2 separate regions of the Danio rerio genome follow, and region 1 is linked to region 2. A link is a contact called in public HiChIP or PLAC-seq data. All regions are on one chromosome and are shown on one strand. Each heading gives the region's core, a stretch centred on a gene start, on an enhancer-like site or on the middle of the called end of the contact. The rest is flanking DNA. Distances are from core to core; before and after follow the strand shown.

Region 1 (3,056 bases), core at 345-2,844, 590 kb before region 2:
CATGAATTATACACAATGACAAATGCTTCAAGAGGGATCGACTCACTTCTGGTCTTTGCAGTCAGTGGTAAACTGGATCGGCTGGATTCTAAATGAAAGGAAACATAGAGAGAGGATTAAAAAAATTGTTATGCATAAAAAATAGGTAATCAAACATTATAAGTAATTAGTAATAAAAAACTGCAGCTTCTTTCACCATGTTTGATTAAAGCCTGATTGTCGTTTGCACGTGTGGGGTTCAAAAGACTGACACTGATATAAAGTTAAGCAATTTTACTATTTCGAAATGTCGAGTCTTGAGATGCAGATTCAACAAAAACAGTTCCTCACTGCTGACACGGCAAATCAAAATAATTATATGATTATCAACACTTTTAACATAGTCAGCAATGAGGAACTGTTTTGTGGAAACTGTAATTTAACTGTTGATGAGGAACTGTGGTGAAAGTTCAATGGGTTTATAGTGAGCCTGTGGACAACTTCAAATATATATTTTTATTATTTATAATAAATTTACAACAAAACAATAATAATAATTAAAAAATCTCAAATTAACTGATCAAAACTTTATTTTTTTCTTTGAACAGAATTTTAAAATGCAACATTCCCTTAGATACACATTTCTGAAACCTATATATCATTACAATATCATCGCAACCAATTTTAAATAAGTAGTCATTTTTTTTCAATGTAAAAATTCAATGTTTAAATGTTTTCAGTGCATGTACAGAATCTACTAATTATGTTCTTTTAGGTTTGTCACATAATTCAGTTCTCAGTGTTAAACGGTCCTTAATAAATCATTGTAATATGTTGCCTTACTAATATGCTTATTTGGTTAGAATCAAGAATTAGGGGTCCTTATTATTGTCAATGCATCATATGTTAGACAAATTTAAGTTTCTTTAGGATTCTCTGATTAACAAAGTTGAAAATTAAAACCAGTTAATTAAAATAAAACCTTTTGAAACATTAGATGTGTCTTATAATCACTTTATTTTGTCCTTGATAAATATCTCTGAACAAGAAAATCTTTTCGTAGTCTCTATTCACTGTGCATGGGTTTGATTGAAAAATCTGTGTTTTTCCACCTATTATTGATTTCTGCTATTAATGTAAATCATTTGAAGTTAAAACATTAATATGATGTTGTATAAAGATGTACATATGTCTGAAAACATGCCACCTTTACTTGTTTTATGTAAAAACATGGTCTACGACAACATTTTCATTTCAAATTTCAATATTAGTAGTTTCAAGAACAAAACAAAAGGTACTTAAGCAGGTCCGAATAAATAGCAAATCAAGATATATCATTAAACAGCTGTATATAAAGAAGAAAATCAGGTTGTTTGTAAAATCATGCTGCAAAACATGTGAAAAATATCCACAAAACAAAAATCACTAAATTACCTACTTTTGAATCATTTTAATGTTTGACTTTAAAAAATCTACATAATGCAATCTTACCACACTCAATACACCTAAAAAATGACAGTAATAACGCAAATTGCATTTAAACGATTCTGAATAATCCTCTTACCGTACAGACATTCTTCCGTCTCCTCTCGCCCTGCAGAAGTAAAACCGTGATGTCAGCTGACAGATTTCACAGACGAATCACATGACCCATTGAGTCACGTTATTCACGAAAATTTAGTTTTTTTTTCATACTCTAACTACATAAAATGTGCAAAAAAAATAATAAAATGATTATTTTAGGATGATTTTTATGACAAAAAATCAAATGCAATTTTGTGCATTTAAAAATGAGAAAAAAGTCTTTAAATAGCGCTCTTCTCAACAAACTTTCATTAAACTACATAATACACACCGGAAGTCAACAGCGATAGAAGTCTGAATCGTTTCAGCGAATCGATTCTTTTGAACAGCAGGTTGTAGTTTGGTTCTTCCACTTTATACCATTATCCATGTTTTATTCATGTTATTTTAATAAATAATTAATGTTTAATCTAAGTAAGTGATTTATGTATATCCTTGTATTAAAGCTTAGTTTGTCAGAGTAATGTATAATGTTATTTTTAATTTACGTTGCCTAAACATAGCTTAATCAGCTTTAAACAGATTTTTTTTTACAAAGAAATGTTCGTAAACACGTTTATTCGTGAGATTTCTTGTAAATAAATGTATTAATAATCGCTCTCGGGCTCTTTTTAGGAACAGTTTGAACTGACGAATTAAAAGATTCGACTCAAAAGAACGATTCTTTAACGAGTCAGCAGAACGTCAATTTCAGTCACGTGACAGCGGTGCTGGAATGACAGTGAGCTACAGTATCAAAGTACAAAGATTGTGTAATTTTTGTGGAATATATTGAGATGTGTGAGCGAGTAAGACATCAGTCCTCAGACAGATCACCTTTGTAAGCGTTATTTTTTTTTTAAAACGTGCACGATCAACACTTCTGTTTTGTGAACCAAGATCAGGTAGGACTTTCATACAGCGCTGCAGAAATCTGAAAGTAGGGCATAGTCACTAGTTATCTACTCTGTCTTGCTTGTTATCTTATTTCTAGCCATAAACCAAGCTGTTTACTGCAATCAGTAGTTTACAACGTGTTCTTGCACAATCAAAAACCGCTCTGATGTCTTTATCCTAAAATAATAATGCCTTCAACCTGTTGTAAGCGGTGCTTCCCAAACCAGGATGATGCGTACTGGCGTCATTTGCGTCTATGACGTTTCCAGGAGATGAACAGCTGAGTTCAATTTGTAATGAGTCCAAGCCTTTAAAAGCGATTGTAGTTTCTGGGTCAGGAGGGGTTTTTCTTGGTTTTTGATTGCAGGTGCTGCTGAGCCGCTGGCCAAGGCTATCGTGCCGGGACGTGGGCATGATGTTGTGCGCGAGCGAATGACTGGGAGGGATAGTTGGTAGTGCTGGGGTTTCCCCGGACTAAAGTTTCGGTGGCCGCTGTTGACTTTCCAATCTCTGTATCCCACGTCCGGTAGCGGGTAAGCGGGCCAGCAGCACAGTTATACTGTTGCGGGGTCATTGTGTGTGCATTGCATTTTGTTCGCCGGGAGTTTGAGTGAGTT
Region 2 (3,190 bases), core at 627-3,126:
ATTGAGCTCCAAATCCTGTGGCTTGTCCTTGCAGGTGTGCCATAGTCCTCGTAAGTTCTTTTGTGTTCAGCCTTGATTTGTCAATGTCCGTGAATATTTTTGGATTAGCCCCATTTATAGCACAAGTCCTTGAGTCTGAAGCCTGAGGTGATAACCTGGACAGAATAGAGTCATTTGAGTCGCGTGGTCTCCTCGGTTCACCCGGCAGCACAAAAAGCCCTTCATTTACATCACAACAACGCCATTATTGTGCTTATTTTAGTGTTCTTTCTGACACTCGTGTTCTGAATAGATGTAAGTGTTTTTTTTTGTTTTAAATCTGAGGAGACGATGCACCTCAGGAGCTTCAGAAGAATGTGCCTTTGGTGTTCTTGCAGAGGATCTTTTTGAAGGCTCTGCGGAAGTCTTTGTTGAAGATGGTGTAGATGACCGGGTTGAGGCAGCTGTTGCAGTAGCCGATCCAGAAGAAGAACTTGAAGAGTGGCTCTGGCAGGGCGCACGACTCTGGGCACACAGCCTGTAGGCTGTATGAGAAGAAGAAGGGAAACCAGCAAATGACAAAGACACCAATCACTACCGCCAACACAAAGGTGAATCGTTTCTCTCGGTTCACCATCGCTTTGCGGCGTGCAGAGTTGGGCGTTCCATCTTGCTTGGCCTTTCGGGCCACCAGCTTGGCACCTTTAGCGGTGGCGATCATGTCTCTGTATTTCTGCATAGTGGCAGGAGAATGAATGCCACTGGGGGTCATAGTCGGGGTGCAAGGGACCTCTAACCCCCTCCCACCTTGCTCAGTGTCCGAATCAGAGCTCATGCTTTCTCCATTATTGTTGTCAGGCTCTTTCTTGTTCTTGTTTTTGTTGTTCTTCTTCTTCTTCTCCTTTTTCCCCTCTTTACTTTTACTGGGAGCCACTTCAGATGAATTCGAAGGAGATGGCGAGGGGCATGGGGTGGTTGGTGTCAAGGTTGTTGAAGGGGCTTGCAGAAGGTTGTTGGCGATCGGGGTGTTTGCTGCCTGCTGGACAGACTCCACTTGGGACACAGCCAAAGTTGGAGGCCTGGCTTTTTTCTGAAGGGTGCCTGGCGTTTCATCTCCTCTTCCATTTTGGATCTTGTGCTGAGGAGTCGTAGCATTAGCTGGGGCTTCTTTGCGGGGCTCCCCTGGTGGACACCGTGTGCGCTGCTTGGCGATCTGATAGATCCGCATGTAGACTAAGATCATTATTAGACAAGGAGCAAAGAAGGAACCAATAGTAGAGTACAGGATGTACCAGCGCTCATCGTTGAGCTGACACTGAGGCAGCGCACCTGACTCGCCACCACCTTTATTCTTGTTCATAGATAGTAGTGGCGGAAATGAGATTACCGCTGAGATCAACCACACCACCAAAATGGCACACTTGATTCGTTTCGGTGTCCGCTTGGGACCGTACGTGACAGCACGTGAGATAGACATGTAGCGGTCTAGACTGATGGCGCACAGATGTACTATGGAGGAAGTGCAGAACAACACATCCAGCGCCAGGTAGATCTCACACCATACAGAGCGGAAATACCAGTAGCCCATCAGTTCATTGGCTAGGGAAAAGGGGATGATGAGGGTGGCCACCAAAATGTCTGCAGCAGCAAGGGAGACCAAAAAAAGATTTTGGGGTCCTCTTAATGAGCGACTTGTTAAAACAGCAATGATGACCAGGATATTGCCTACTATTGTAATAAGCATCATCAATGTGATGGCTGTTGCAAAGGCTGCTGTGGCTTCAGGAGAGTACGGGGCGAGTTTTATCATGCTCTGGTTACAAGTCGGTGAAGACGTGCCTCCAGTGCCATTAGTGTGGCCAGGCAGACCCACGGCAACAGGGCACGGGCTATCCATGACTGCAAATGCAGAAAGTGCACGTGGGCAGTTCTTCTCTATGGCAATCCGTATGTGGGTAGAATAAGTTAAATAATATGGTTTTGGTGTTTATTTTATGTTCTAAAAACTAAGTGTTCAATATTTTATTAAATATTACATTAAATAAAACCTTTATGTACAAACCCCCCTACGTATAAACAAATGAATACATTGTTAACTGCACTATAGATTCTGTCAGTCATCGTATGTCACATCTCGTCGAGTGTTGTGAATTTATTATTTTGCATCTCAAAAGATTGAAATAAGCCACATCTGAGTAACATGCAACTAATAAAATGTAATAAACATCCAATTAATTGAAATACATTTTAATTTATGATTCTTATTAAGTATTTTTGCTTGTCTGCCGTTATATCATCAACTTAAGAATGTTGTTACATAAGACAGGTTGAAAATTGAAATGTGAGAGGGGGGAAAGCCGAAACAAAAGACTACTGCAGAAATATGAGTGATCAAATCCGAAGTGACCGATTGATTAAATGCCAATATGAAAATCATGCGCAATATTGTGCTTCTATTAAATGATTTCGATAATAATTCTTCAGTTAGAACATTACAAAATTGGAACATTCAATTTGCGAATTCAAAATCTTCTTAAATTGTTGACAAGTAATTACAAAACAAATATATTGGAATGCTTAAATCTAGGTTACCCAGATGCTCAACCCTCCACGGAGCGCGAGGCTTTAAATATAAATCTCCAGAGAGAGCGCAGCAGCGCGCGGCGATGTGCCAGTTTCCCCTCACAGTTTTCACAAGTTTGCAGAAAGAATTGAAGTGCAACAACTACCCTGATAAATGATGGAGTCTGGTGTAGTTGTGTCGTTGTTACATTCCTGAGTGGAGAAAGTCGGCTTAAGGATCAGAGGCACTCCAAAATAGTCGGGTATGTCCAAGTAATAAAAAGAAGTATAAGTGAAAACAGTTTGTCTTCCGTCTCTCTTCGTGTTTCTCCTGTTTCAGCAGTATCTCATTCAGCAGGTTGGATGCCTCCTACATGCCGCGCGCATTACCTCAGTGACAGTTTTAAGTATCGGTGCGGCTCGAGCGAGCCGCTCTCGCTTCATATCTACGCAACGGTTCTCCTCAGTACCCCAGTATAAGTGATGTCAGGACGGGCGTCATGAGGCGAACTCTTCCCTCCCACTTAAAAGCCTGACCTATCCTAACACTCTATTGTCAAGCATAAAACAAATACAGGCGTGTAGTGGATGCAATTCTAATCAAACCTTTTGGAGAGGTCAGCCGCACAATCAACTTGTATCCAAAATG

What was found. HiChIP or PLAC-seq counts read pairs in DNA pulled down with a chosen protein or histone mark.
Region 1: a contact with region 2 is called in an H3K4me3 HiChIP or PLAC-seq map of embryo, with 7 times the contacts expected there. The contact joins the promoter of zgc:152830 here to the promoter of adra2b in region 2. A contact is called at or near these places in 2 of 18 Hi-C or Micro-C datasets (hematopoietic stem cells and an unstated tissue) and 1 of 4 datasets of contacts at active chromatin or transcription factors (embryo).

Annotation. Positions count from the first base shown.
Region 1 is chr8:49,671,354-49,674,409 of GRCz12tu, reverse strand. zgc:152830 reads right to left here and starts at 1,594. Exons shown (of 16, transcript NM_001076620.1): 1 at 1,544-1,594; 2 at 47-88. The coding sequence starts at 1,554. fahd2a (fumarylacetoacetate hydrolase domain containing 2A) reads left to right here and starts at 2,257. Exons shown (of 8, transcript NM_212918.1): 1 at 2,257-2,447.
Region 2 is chr8:49,084,463-49,087,652 of GRCz12tu, reverse strand. adra2b (adrenoceptor alpha 2B) reads right to left here and starts at 1,876. Exons shown (of 1, transcript NM_207638.1): 1 at 347-1,876. The coding sequence starts at 1,876. The coding sequence ends at 347.